Regions from separate parts of the Sus scrofa genome. Here region 2 is linked to region 1. A link is a contact called in public Hi-C data. All regions are on one chromosome and are shown on one strand. Each heading gives the region's core, a stretch centred on a gene start, on an enhancer-like site or on the middle of the called end of the contact. The rest is flanking DNA. Distances are from core to core; before and after follow the strand shown.

Region 1 (5,878 bases), core at 1,885-4,384:
CCCGACCCCTGCCCCCAACACAGAAGGGTGGGATGGCAGGCTGCCCTTGGCCATCGGTCAAGGTGGTCTGAGGTCTGGGGTCTGACTCCCCATTCAGTGGTCCTGTATAACCACCCATCACCTCTCCACTCTTTGTTCGGGTTAATAATCTAATAGGTATTCAGGGTAAGGCCCTTCCCTTCGGGCCCTGAACTTCTTCACCTGCACCATCTGGCTGGACTGGATGGAAATTCCAAGATCCTTTGTAGCCCTCTTACCTTAAGAATCCACACCTCCATTTGATCAATCCCAAAGCCAAGGCACCCCAATTGGGGTTCTGATCAATATTTGTGGTTGGTGATGAAACTGAGGTTATAGTTCAGTGAGGTGCCTTTCATGAGCCTCAGGTGATAAAAAACTCACCACCTGGCCATGCACTGCCCAGAGGCGCCCTGTCCCTAGACACAGAGACCTGACATCCAGCCACACTCTGCTGCCTGGGAGCAAGGAAAGATCCTTTCTCTAAATGGCCAACCCAGGGGCCCCCCTTGCTACAGGCACCCACAAAACTCGAACCCACAATCCTTGACACATAACCCAGAACTTCAGCCATGGGGGCCACATCCTGTCTCCAGTTCACACTCCTTGACCTCAGGATGGGTCAACCACGAGTTTGACTATGGCAAAGGGGTAAACACATGAAGGCTGCCATTCTGTAAATCCTGGCACTCTTGCTGGTGGGTGGGTGGGGGAGGGGGGCGGGTGGGGGGGAGGGGACAGGGGGAACATGCCAGGCCCTAAAGATTTCAAAGAATAGGGTTAAATGTGTACAAACACTCTGACCCAGCAAATTCCACCTCTAGGAATACACTCATGCACTCGCCGCAACAAGGTTTCTATTAGCAAGGTGTGGAAAGAGCCTGAATGGCCGCAAGTGGGGACGGGTGTGATGAGTTTATGACATGACCACAAGATGCAGCCACTACTAGGCATAGTGCACACCTGTGTGCACTGGTGCGGACAGAGAACATTTCCATGGCTTCGCACATGTGAGCAGCAGGAATACATCCCTGTACGTTTGTACGCAAATGCAGGGGAGCCAAACAGTAGAAGAATATACAGCCAAACATGAACAAGAATTAACTCTGAGAGGTGGCATTATGGCTGCGTTATCCTGATAGTCATTTGTGTTTTCTTTGGAATAATGAGCCTTTATCATGATGTGGATTTTAAAATATTTTAATACAACTGGAAAGCTAACGAGTGCAGTGCTCACCAGAGGAATGATGCCGAGAGAAGGGCAGGTATCTATTAAAACAATTATGAGTAAGAGGATCTCTAGGCAGCTTCTCATTTCTCAGAATGAGAGCAGCACGGAGCGATTGCATCACACTTTGCTGACAGAGACCTGTCTTTGAGGATGTGCCGGGCAGCACTTTAGGGAAGCGGCCCCCAGCCCGAGCACTGGGGCCGCACAGTCTGGGGTGGCCACCAAAAGGCCCCGGCATCTGGAATTGAGCCACCAGGCGCCCCTGGGCTGGCCCTTTTTGTTCCTGGCCACTTCCTTGGGCTCAGCTGTCATGACCCTGAGCAGAATACCACCCTGCCCCCAGTGTCTAGAGGCAGTTGTGAGGTTCAGAACATGAGCTCTGAAGACCAGTTAACCCAGGTTCTACCGCCGAGTAACTCACTCTCTGAATCTCTCTGAGCTGCCATGTCCTCATCTGCAGAATGGGGACAAAACCTCACGGGTCCTTGTGAGCATGAAATGGGGCAACACGTGCCAAGAGCCTCAGAACAGGTGACCGAGAAGGTTTCTCGTTCCAGCTCTGCCCTCGCTCCGCTGGAAGGTCCTCCCATAACCCCACAGGCCCCTCTACGCAGCTTTCCCTTTGAACTGAATGCAGGAAAAGATCCCAATCAGTCTACTCTGAAAGGATGTCCTTTTCAAAAGCACAGAGAGACTTGGCCACAGGCACTCTTACTGCCCCCACCGCTGCGCACACGGCCACCAACGACCAGGGCCTTTGCAGCCCCTCTCCAGGCCACAGCCACCGGGCAGGTCCAGGATCCTGGGGTGGGGAATGCAGTGTTCCCAGCTTGCCAGCCGACCTGGCGGGGAAGGAGGCCCTCCCAGTGGTGTCCCCAGGCAGAGGCTCACCTGGGCTGCAGATCTGATAAGGCCTCCCTTCCAACACCCCCCAGGCCTCCCCATTCTTGGGACCTGCAGAGTCCTCTCCAGACTGCCTCCGAGGAACGCTGGTGGCAAGTTTCACCAGGGGAAAAAAATTGCCAAGCTGAAAGCAGACACCAAAGGGGACAGTGCCCCAGCTCTGCCTCCCTCCGGGGGGTGGCTAGAGTGAAAGCCTCCCACAGGAGGTTAGAACCATGGGGCAGGGCAGAAGCAGAGAAACGCCACACTCTGAGGCGGGGGCTGGGCGGGGAAAGGAAACCGGACTTCGCTCTCAGCTCTGCCAGGGGCATTCGACTCGGGACAAGTCACTACCAAGACGCTGGGACTATTTCCCATAAAAGCAAGAGTCGGACCGGCCAACCAGCACATTCTCAATTCCGAGGCACTCTTAGCAAGTCATTGTTCTGAAGTTGCTACTGTTTGCTGGCCTGGCTCCTCCATTAGACCCAACGTGTCCCCACACACTGGGAAAGCATCCCACCTACCTCAGCATCCTTGCCAGGGTGGTGGCAGCGAGCAGCTCAGCAGGCAAATCAGTAATAACTGCAGGTTTGTTGAGTGAATACATGTCCATGCACACCCCCAAGGACCTGCTCTGTGGGAACAAATGGCACCCCCTCCTCTCCCAGCAGCTCTACCGTCCACCACTCTGGGAAGCGGGGGGGCACCGCAGGGAGAGCTCAGGTCCTCCACACCGCAAGGGTCTGACCTCTGCCACAGCGGAGCGGAGTGAAGGTCAAGGCCCTTTGAGGACCCCTTTCTCTAGATCAGCTTGCTTAGCAGAAACTTGTCTCTATAAGAGCACCAGATGGGGACACTTGGTGTGGCAAGGCCTGTCTCTAGAAAGTGCTAGACGGCTGGCAGGAAAAGGCAAAGTTACAATGTCCAGAAAACATGACTCCGTGAGGCACCACTGTCTCCCTGCCTGGCACAGATCTGGCCCAAAGAGGACACGTGAACGAAGGAAAGAACCCACGTGGAGCTCCAGGCCCAGCTGCAAGGCAGCCAGGTGTCCCCGTGTGAGCACATCCGGGGAAGGAGAACATTCCATCTCGCCTCCGTGGAGTTGTCAGACCCCAAGGAGGGTCTGATGGAGAGAAGGCACCAGGTTCTGCTGGAATGAAGTTGCCTCCCAACTTCTGTTTACAGATTCAGACTCTGGGTTCAGATTTTATCTCCTTCCCCTTCTCATCTCGAGAGGAAAAAATATGCGTGTGATGAAGGCTGGTGGATTTCCAGGAAATCTGCAGAGACGGAGGGGGGTCCAGCACACCGACTGGCAGGTAGGAGGCAGATATTAAACCTTGGCTTCTTCCAGTCTTTTGGATCCAGACTGGACCACCACTCCCTGGAGGAAGGCAGGGCCCCAGACGTGCTGACCCCCCACCCCCGATGATCCAGGCTACGATCTGAGGCACCAGCTGTCGGGCCCAGGGTCAGGGACTTCCCGGGGCACCTCATTGAGTGCATATGTAGTGGGAGCCAGAGTGGGCTGGGGTTCCTCCGATGCTGGGAGAAGTCTGGCGTGGTTGCGTAAGCCAAACCCTCTGGTCAGCCCCTTCTTCAAAAGCCAAGAATCCAATGTTGCAAGCCCTGTCTCTGGGGGCCCTGGCCTGGTATGTGAGGAGAGCCTGCAGAACAGGAAAGAAAGCCAGAGTGGACATCCCACTGCCCCACCTGACCTCACCACAGGCTGCCGGGACTGTTTCCTGGCTTGTGTCACCAGCTCTCGGAAACAAGAGCCGGCTGTCAAAGAACCTTCCCCTACATGTGGCCTGGGGTGTGAATGCCTTCACTGGACTCTCACTGGGAAAGTTCATGGGCTGACTCTCTTGGTAGAAAGCCTGCGGACTTAGAGACTCACAACAAAGTCACCGGTTTAAGTAGCCTTGTGCCCATTTTACAGATGAGGAAGCCTGAGATTCAGACGTCATGGGACTGGCCCAAGGTCATACAGACAGTATCTGGACCCGAATTCAAAGTCACTGGCCACCGTGCCCCTGTCGTCAGCATGCTTGGAGTAATACCATCCCCCCATTCTATCAGTTTGGTAAATCTGGATTTTAGAACCACTCTTAGGGATATTCTTACACAGGGGTGTTAGAACAAACATTTATTTCAACCCCATTGAGGCCCCTTCCCTAGACCGCAGAATTGAGGGCCATAAGAGCCTGCAGAGACCACTCTAAGCTCCCTATTCAAGAAGGGAGGCTGAGGCCTAGGGAACTGGATCCTGGCATCTAAAGTCCCATCCCCCAAACAGCCCAGGTCCCACCTTTTCAGGGAGTAAGGTGGACCCAAATCCACATGATAGTGGAGAGGACACGGAGCTGGGTACTGGGTCTGGTTCCCACTGCGAACCCCTTTGGGCCTTTGGATGGGCTTCTGGTGGCCAGAGCTGATCATCCAATACACACCCAGGAAGGAGGCCACTGAATAAACCAACCCAGAAACTCAAGTACAGGGACACCCTGGGGTGTCCTAATGCCAACCCTTGGTCCAAATGAGTGACCCTGGAAGTGAGGGCACCAAGAAGGCAAGGCACCGCTTCCAGAGAAAAAGCAGCACATGATTCTCCCAGGCCCACTCTCCCAAGCAGGAGCACTTGGGAGCGACGTGGGGACATTCAGAGAGGCTAACAGAGAACGTTTTCTCATCCCAACAACGTAGCGGCCCAACCAGCCCTGTGTTGCTGGACAACGACCCCTCCTCCCAGAACGAAGCCACACAGGCCCCCTATTGTGTTGGTTTAAAAACTGAACTTTGCTGGGCAAACACTCTCAGCTGTGTTCAAGAAACCAGTTTCTCTCACCAGTTGGAAAACAGCAGCGTGCATGCAGAAGGGACAGTCGTGGGGGGGAAGGGGTGGGGTGGGGTGGGGTGGGGTGGGGTGGGGTTGTTGGTTGGTTTGTTTTTTAAGTAAAAGCCCTGGTCAGTACTGCTATAGCAACTACAACAAAAATAATAATAGCTAGCACTGATGAGATGCTTCCAATGTCTCTGGTTTCGTAGCTTTCAAGAAAATAAAACTAAAGGAAAACAGTCACCCCCGACCGTTTGGGATCAAACAGGGATTCTGGCCTGTGGTGTGCACAGAGGACCGGGTCTCATAATTGCCACAAATCACCAGCTGGCCTGGTCACCGCTGGCAGAGACAATGGTGGTGGTGGTGCGGGGAGTTAGGATGAAAAGTTAAGGTTCTAATAACACAAAATATCTCCAGATCTGCAGAAGGTCAGATGTGACAACACAAGGTGGAAAGAGGCCTCTTTTTCAAAGTAGAATAGCAGCAATTAAGGGGTGCCTGGAATTTCACAGCCTCCCCAGCCTCTGGACAAAAGCAAGCTGGGAAGGTACCAGTTTCCCTCTACTGGGTATGGGGGAGGGGGACTCCCCCTTCTGGGACCCCCAACAACCCTTTTGGTTGATTCTTCCAAATCCTTTAAATACTGCACTTCCCAGCTATAATTTGAGAGGGTAAGGGCCGCATGTCCTATTTCTTCTTTACAATGGAGGCTGCCTCCACCAGAACCCCTTAAATATTGTCATCGGCGCACGGAAAGCTTTGGTCCCCAACATAATAGCTCCTAAGCCAAAGCCCCCCAACCCCGGGGGGTGGGGGGGTGGGGGGGTGGGGGTGCGGGGCAGGGGGAGGTTGGTGGGTAATTACATTGGGAGCAGTGAAACGCTGGGGCAGTGCGAAAG
Region 2 (5,878 bases), core at 1,124-3,623, 89 kb before region 1:
ACCCTAAAAAGCCAAGAAGCAATCATTTACTGCTGTGTAGGATGAGAGATGACTTATTTCCTTTGCTTTTCTATACTTTTAAAAATAAGTATTTATGACTTTCACAGTGAAGAAAATGAGAAATGTTAGTAACAAGAAAAACTGATGGACTGGCTCACCTATTATATTCCAGAAACACGATCTGTGCAGACCCCCTGCCAGATGCTTTAACACAGCATCTCGAAGCCTGAAGCCCTTCACCTCCTACACAGACAGAGGAGTTCTGCTCACTGTCAGGAAATGTGGGCCCAATGGTCACCCCGAGATCCACCCCCGGGAGAAAGTCAGATGACCCGTCCCCATGGAGAGCCCCTGGTGAGGGTAGGGAGTGGAGAGCTGCGGTAGCAACTGTGATTGTACCTAAGGGTGTGAAGGTGTCGTGCATGCTGCCACTTCCTCAGCAGGCTGTCTTTCCTCCAGGCACCCATTTCCCAAGTGCAGGTGGCCTGACTCTTCAGGCCCAGCCCCAGTCTGCCAAAGGGCTGAGCCCATGACTGAGTCTGGGCCGCCTGGAGTTCTCTGTTTGGTTAGCTCTGTGATTGGTTCTGATGTGAGCACATGACTAAAGCCAAGCCAATCAGAGACTTCCCTGGGATTGTTCTGCTACAGTCTAGGGTAAGAAACTCTCAATAGGAAACACCACCATGCTGAAATAAAGTGAGGCATAGCTGCTTGTGCCCTGCATGCCTCCCATGTGGAGTGGACTGTCCGAGAAGTGTGCCCTAACAGTACCATCCGAGCCCCTGCATCCAGACCTTCCTGGACTTGTATCACCACAGCTGATAAGACCCTCTGTTTTGTTTAAGCCAGCTTCTATTGGAACTTGCTATGGAAAGGTTCTAAGAATCTTTTACTTAGTAAGCAGTTACAACATGCCCTGGTACCACGTCATCCTCTGCCTACGTATTCATCCATCCATCCATCCCACATCCATCCAATCAACAGACAGCTACTGAAGCGCAAGCGTGGGCCAGGCACCTTACTCACCTTACACCTTAGAGCACATAGGATATAGCAGCAAACCAAATATATAGTCTCTTTCCTTAGGGAGCTTACATTCTATCAGGAAACAATAAAAAACAAATTCAAAAGTAACTAAAATACATAACAGATTTGTGAATAAGTGCTAAAAGGAAACAGCATACTGAGATAAAGTGGTGGGTATGGGGGGCATCTAATTTTAGATGGGGCAGCTTCTCTGAAGAGCTGATTTCTAAGCTCCTGTCAGAGGATGAGAAGGTGCTAGCCGTGAGAGTACAGAAATTTCCAGGCAGAGGAAACAGAACACACAAAGGCCCTGGGCTATGACAGGAAGCAACCGGACCTGTTCTAACATGAGGGGAAGAGTGAGGAGGGGCAGGAGGCGACATGGAAAGAGGCAGATGCCAAATACCTCGGGGCCTTGAAGGCAGTGGCGAGGGGCTTGGATTTTATGCTGAGTGCAAACAAGGCACCAATGAAGGGCTGTATTCAGAAAAGTGAGGTAGTCGGACTGGGGTTTTAAGATGCACCACTCTTGGCTCAGGAACAAGGAAATGAAGAGGAGGGCAAGAGTGATACAAAGAGCAACGTAGGTGCTACTGCACAAGTCCATGCAGGAGCCAGGACTAGGCAGGTGGCAGTGATGAAAAAGAGCCATAGCTGGATTGGGGATAAATATTTGGAAATAGAGCTAGTGGGATTCACTCGTCAGCTGAAGCTTGAGGTGGAGGAAGCAGAAGGAATCAGAAATCAGTATGGAGGCAGCCCTGGGCCGCTGGGGCTAACAGTCGGCCCGGATCCCTGCACGCAGCTGGGTGCAGGTGGGTGCTGCATTCTGAGGTGGCTCCCGGCCTCGAAAGAGCCAGGCTGTCAGGATGGCGGGGCCTCTGGCTCCCAGAGGGAAAGGGTGGGGACGGGAAGAGAGGTGGGGAGGAGAGGCTAGGAGCCAGGGCGGCAAGATCCATGTCGATTAAAGCGGAACCCAGGAGCCAAATACACGTTGGCTTTTCTGGTTTAATCTCACACAGCCTCCCGCTCCATATGGTCCACATGCGGGGCCCATGACAGCCACCCCAGCCAACGAGAAACCAAGATGGTGGCAGAGGCCAGGCAGCTCTCCTCCCCATGCCCGAGGGAGGCCTGACTTTAAACATGGGAATGCATGGACAGAGGAAAGGGGAGAGAAGCCTGCCCCGTTGGGGGCACCACGAAAACCTCTTACCGGCGCCGCCTGCATCTTCAGTTCAAAACACACCACCAGCAAGAGCTTATTCGGGGAGCCTGTGGCCCGTGGCTGCGGCCCTGGAATCCAGCCTCTGCATCACCCACTCTCCCTGCCAGCGCCGATCCCAGCCAGCGCTTCCACTTCCTTTCGCAACTTCCAATGGGGAAATCGCTGAAGAAGAAAAACGGCTCCCTGCCAGCAGGCTCTGAAATCATTTCCCCAGCTGCAGCCAGAACGTGAAGCTGTGATTTTTTAGTTTTCAGCCTGCAGATGGGGCTGGGGGTGGTGTGTGTGGGGGGGGGTTGGGGGACGGTCACCGTGTGTGCCTCTAGCTGCCCCGGGAAGGGGCCCTGCCTCTAAACTCCCCTGCTCACTCCCTCCTCCCTAAGGCCCCCAACCCTCCAGGCCGTGCTCCAGGTCAGAGCCCTGTCTCATCCTCCAGCCATCCCCCCATGAGTCCAGCTGTCTCACTGGGAGGAGTTTTTCTTTCCTTCAAACAATCCTAGTGTTCCCTTTCTTTCTTTCTTTTTTTTTTTTCTCAGAGCCACATATGGGGCACATGGAGGTTCCCAGGCTTGAGGTGGAATCAGAGCTGCAGCTGCCGGCCTACACCACAGCAACCAGGGATCCAAGCCATGTCTGTGACCTACACCACAGCTCACAGCAACGCCAGATCCTTAATTCACTGAGTGAGGCCAGGGATGGAACCCACGTCCTCATGGATCTTAGTTGGGTTCTTAACTTGCTGGGCCACAGCGGGAACTCCCTGTTTTCTTTCTCTATCTCAGGCACCCACACTTCAGTGATCTCCCAAATAAACCCCCAAGCCCTCCACTCTTCTCGTGGAGATTCCACGAACCAGCCCTGTTTCCTCACCAATCTCCTCCCAGACCAGGTGCTTTGCAAACGCTTCCCACAAGGATGGCGCCAGCTCTCTCAGACCCCAGGGTCTTTGCAGTTACTGTGCCTCCATTTGGCGAGCCCTTCCCCTTCTCGCCAAGCTAGCTCCCGGCTCTCAGGGAAGCCCTCCCTGGTGCTGGTCCTTTCCTGACCCCGGGGTGAGTTTGCCCGCTCGCTCCCAGAGACCCCAGGCTGGTTTCTGTCCAGACACTGGCACCAGCTCTAGACTGTGCCTCACTCCCTAGCCTGAGTGCTCCTGGCAGGCACTGGGGAGAGGGTCTTTAGCAGCCTGGCTCTCGGCACACGGCCCGCCAGCGAGGGCTCCAGACCTGTGCTGCCCAACCACCGCCAGAGCCAAATGGCTATTTAAATAAAAATGCAATATGATAGAATGAAATTTAAATGTTGGTTTCTCAGTTGCGCTATACATATGTCAAATGCCACATGGCCACTTGCGGCTGGTGGCTGCCACGGTGCACAGGGCGGAACAGAATGTTTGTAGCATCACAGAAGGTTCTACTGGACAAGCACTGTGCTCGGCAAAGGTCTGGTGTTGGGTGAGTGTATGAAGGCGTCTCTGGAGCTGCCCATCTCCAACATCCATGCAGGAGGGGAGGAGCAATCAGCGGCCGCACAGGTCAGAAGTGCCCACAGCAGGGGCTCTGGAGGTGCAGAGGGCTGAGATGGGACCCTGGTGGGAGGAGAAGGAAGGCAGAGTCCTCTTGTCTACATCAGAAGCCTGGAAGTGCCACACCACCCCACCGCCACTTCCATCTCCGTCCCCTCTCGTCATCCAGCAGAAAGGCACTGTTTCCTGGAAGCCGTGTGACCCCAAACTGGTGACCACAATCCAAGGACAAAAGCCGAGATAATATTCACATCGCTCTTGAGGGATGGAGGCTGGAGAGGTGATATGGGAAAGGAAGGAGGAAGTTATACACGGACACACGGCAACACAGGCCTAGGATGCAGGCATTTTCCTGGGGGACAAGTCAGGGCCCTGGTCACAAAGCCATGAAGGGTCAAGAGCAGCCGAGAAGAGACAAGTCCCATCACACAAAGACCAGTCCCAGAGGCCCCGGGGAATGGCCTGGGGGCAACTTGTCTTGGGGGACCTACTGCACCAGTGTACTCACAGCTCAGCACAAAGACGTTGCTTGACTTCAAGGATTTGGACCCCTTTACCAAGAAACCAAATGAAAAAAGAACAGGTAGAGAGACCCTTCTTCAAAGCCTGACTCCCCCCCACCCTCGTCTCCATCCCACGGTGACTTTTGTTCATTCCTCAGTCACTTCACACGAGCAAATATCTGCCAGGGCTTCCCACACGCCAGGCGCCCTGCTGCCCAGCATGTGGCTTCTGCTGGGCATGAGCTGATGCCCTCTATGTGGGCCTCTGTGTGTGCAGGTGGGCACCCCTCCAATACAGTCATTCTTAAGATATCATGGAGAAATCCAGCTCTTATCCAATCCTTCCTATTCTACGGCTACAGAAGAATGGGGTGGGTTTGCAGGGACTAACGCAGAGATGAGATTCGAACTAAAAGCCTGTAGAATGGTATATAGTCTATGATCCCATTTTAGCATCTAAAAGTGTGTGGGGGTTCCCCAGTGGTTAAGGAATCCGACTAGGAACCATGAGGTTGTGGGTTCTATCCCTGGCCTTGCTCAGTGGGTTAAGGATCCAGCGTTGCCGTGAGCTGTGGTGTAGGTTGCAGATGCCGCTCGGATTCTGTGTTGCTGTGGCTCTGGGGTAGGCTGGTGGCTACAACTTCGATTTGACCCCTAGCCTGGGAACCTCCATGTGCCACAGGTGCGGCCCTAGAAAAGGCAAAAAATAAAAATAAAAAATAAAATAAAAAGGGGGGAGGAACAAATTTGTATGTGAATTAAACACAGTGTGGTACCCTGGACTGGAACCTAGAAGAGGGCATTAATGGAGAAACCGGGGAAATCCACATAGAGTCTAGAGCTCAGTCAGGAGTCACGGACCATTGCTGTGTTGGTAGTTTTCACCGACGTACCCTGGTAACGTGTGATGCTCACGATGGGGAAGCTGGGGAGGGGTACGTGCGGGAACTCCGCACACTCTCTCTGCAACTTTTCTGTCAACAGAAAACTATTCCAAAATAGAACATTTATTTGAGAAAATCAACAATGGTTTCGATGACATTCAGAAGTCAACCGATTCTGTCTTGGAGATCAACTCTGCAAAGGCGGGGGCCTTCGCCGTATTTAGAACTAGCACCTATTCCAGAACCACTTCTGGTTGGAAGCACACGGGACGCATCAGGACCTAAGTGAGCAGAGTCCACACGATGGGTGGGGTTAGGACACAGAACAAAACAGACCAACACCCCGGGGCTGGCCTTGAAGCCTGGCGGGGAGCTGCTCTCACTCTGCCGGTTACCCACCGCCCCAGCCCCATCGCAGGGAGCAGAGCGAAGGCAGGCCCTCCCTGTCAGCAGGGGCTGGAGTTTCTAAAGGAATCAGCTTTCTTTTCAACCTTCAGAGTACTTAGGCCTAGGGCCCAAGAACTGACTGAGGTTTGGGGGAAGAAAAAACCACTGTTGAGAAGAAGGGTCTGGGAGCCTGGGGGGAGACCGAGCGACCCCCGCCAGCAGTTCCTTGTGGTTCTGAAAATCCAGGCCACCCGGCCCGCCCTCCTCCTGCTCCCCACCCGCTCCGGCCTCATTTCCTCCACCCTATTAGTGACACTTGGCAAGGATGCTG

What was found. A called contact is a pair of places that touch in the nucleus more often than the background predicts.
Region 2: a contact with region 1 is called in a Hi-C map of retroperitoneal adipose tissue, with 1.9 times the contacts expected there. The contact joins two enhancer-like sites. A contact is called at or near these places in 6 of 47 Hi-C or Micro-C datasets (alveolar macrophages, embryonic fibroblasts, fetal liver and 3 more) and 2 of 2 datasets of contacts at active chromatin or transcription factors (alveolar macrophages and skeletal muscle).

Annotation. Positions count from the first base shown.
Region 1 is chr12:43,986,752-43,992,629 of Sscrofa11.1, reverse strand. The region is part of intron 1 of KSR1 (kinase suppressor of Ras 1); the gene reads right to left. Among named protein-coding and RNA genes, the nearest start is that of KSR1, 62 kb to the right of the region's middle. Within about 2 kb of position 3,134, at least 10 of the 83 cell types and tissues checked have an H3K27ac peak or open chromatin away from gene starts, as enhancers often do. A contact at or near this core is called in retroperitoneal adipose tissue, where this site is marked.
Region 2 is chr12:44,075,061-44,080,938 of Sscrofa11.1, reverse strand. All of the region lies in intron 2 of KSR1 (kinase suppressor of Ras 1), which reads right to left. Among named protein-coding and RNA genes, the nearest start is that of LGALS9, 77 kb to the left of the region's middle. Within about 2 kb of position 2,373, at least 11 of the 83 cell types and tissues checked have an H3K27ac peak or open chromatin away from gene starts, as enhancers often do. A contact at or near this core is called in retroperitoneal adipose tissue, where this site is marked.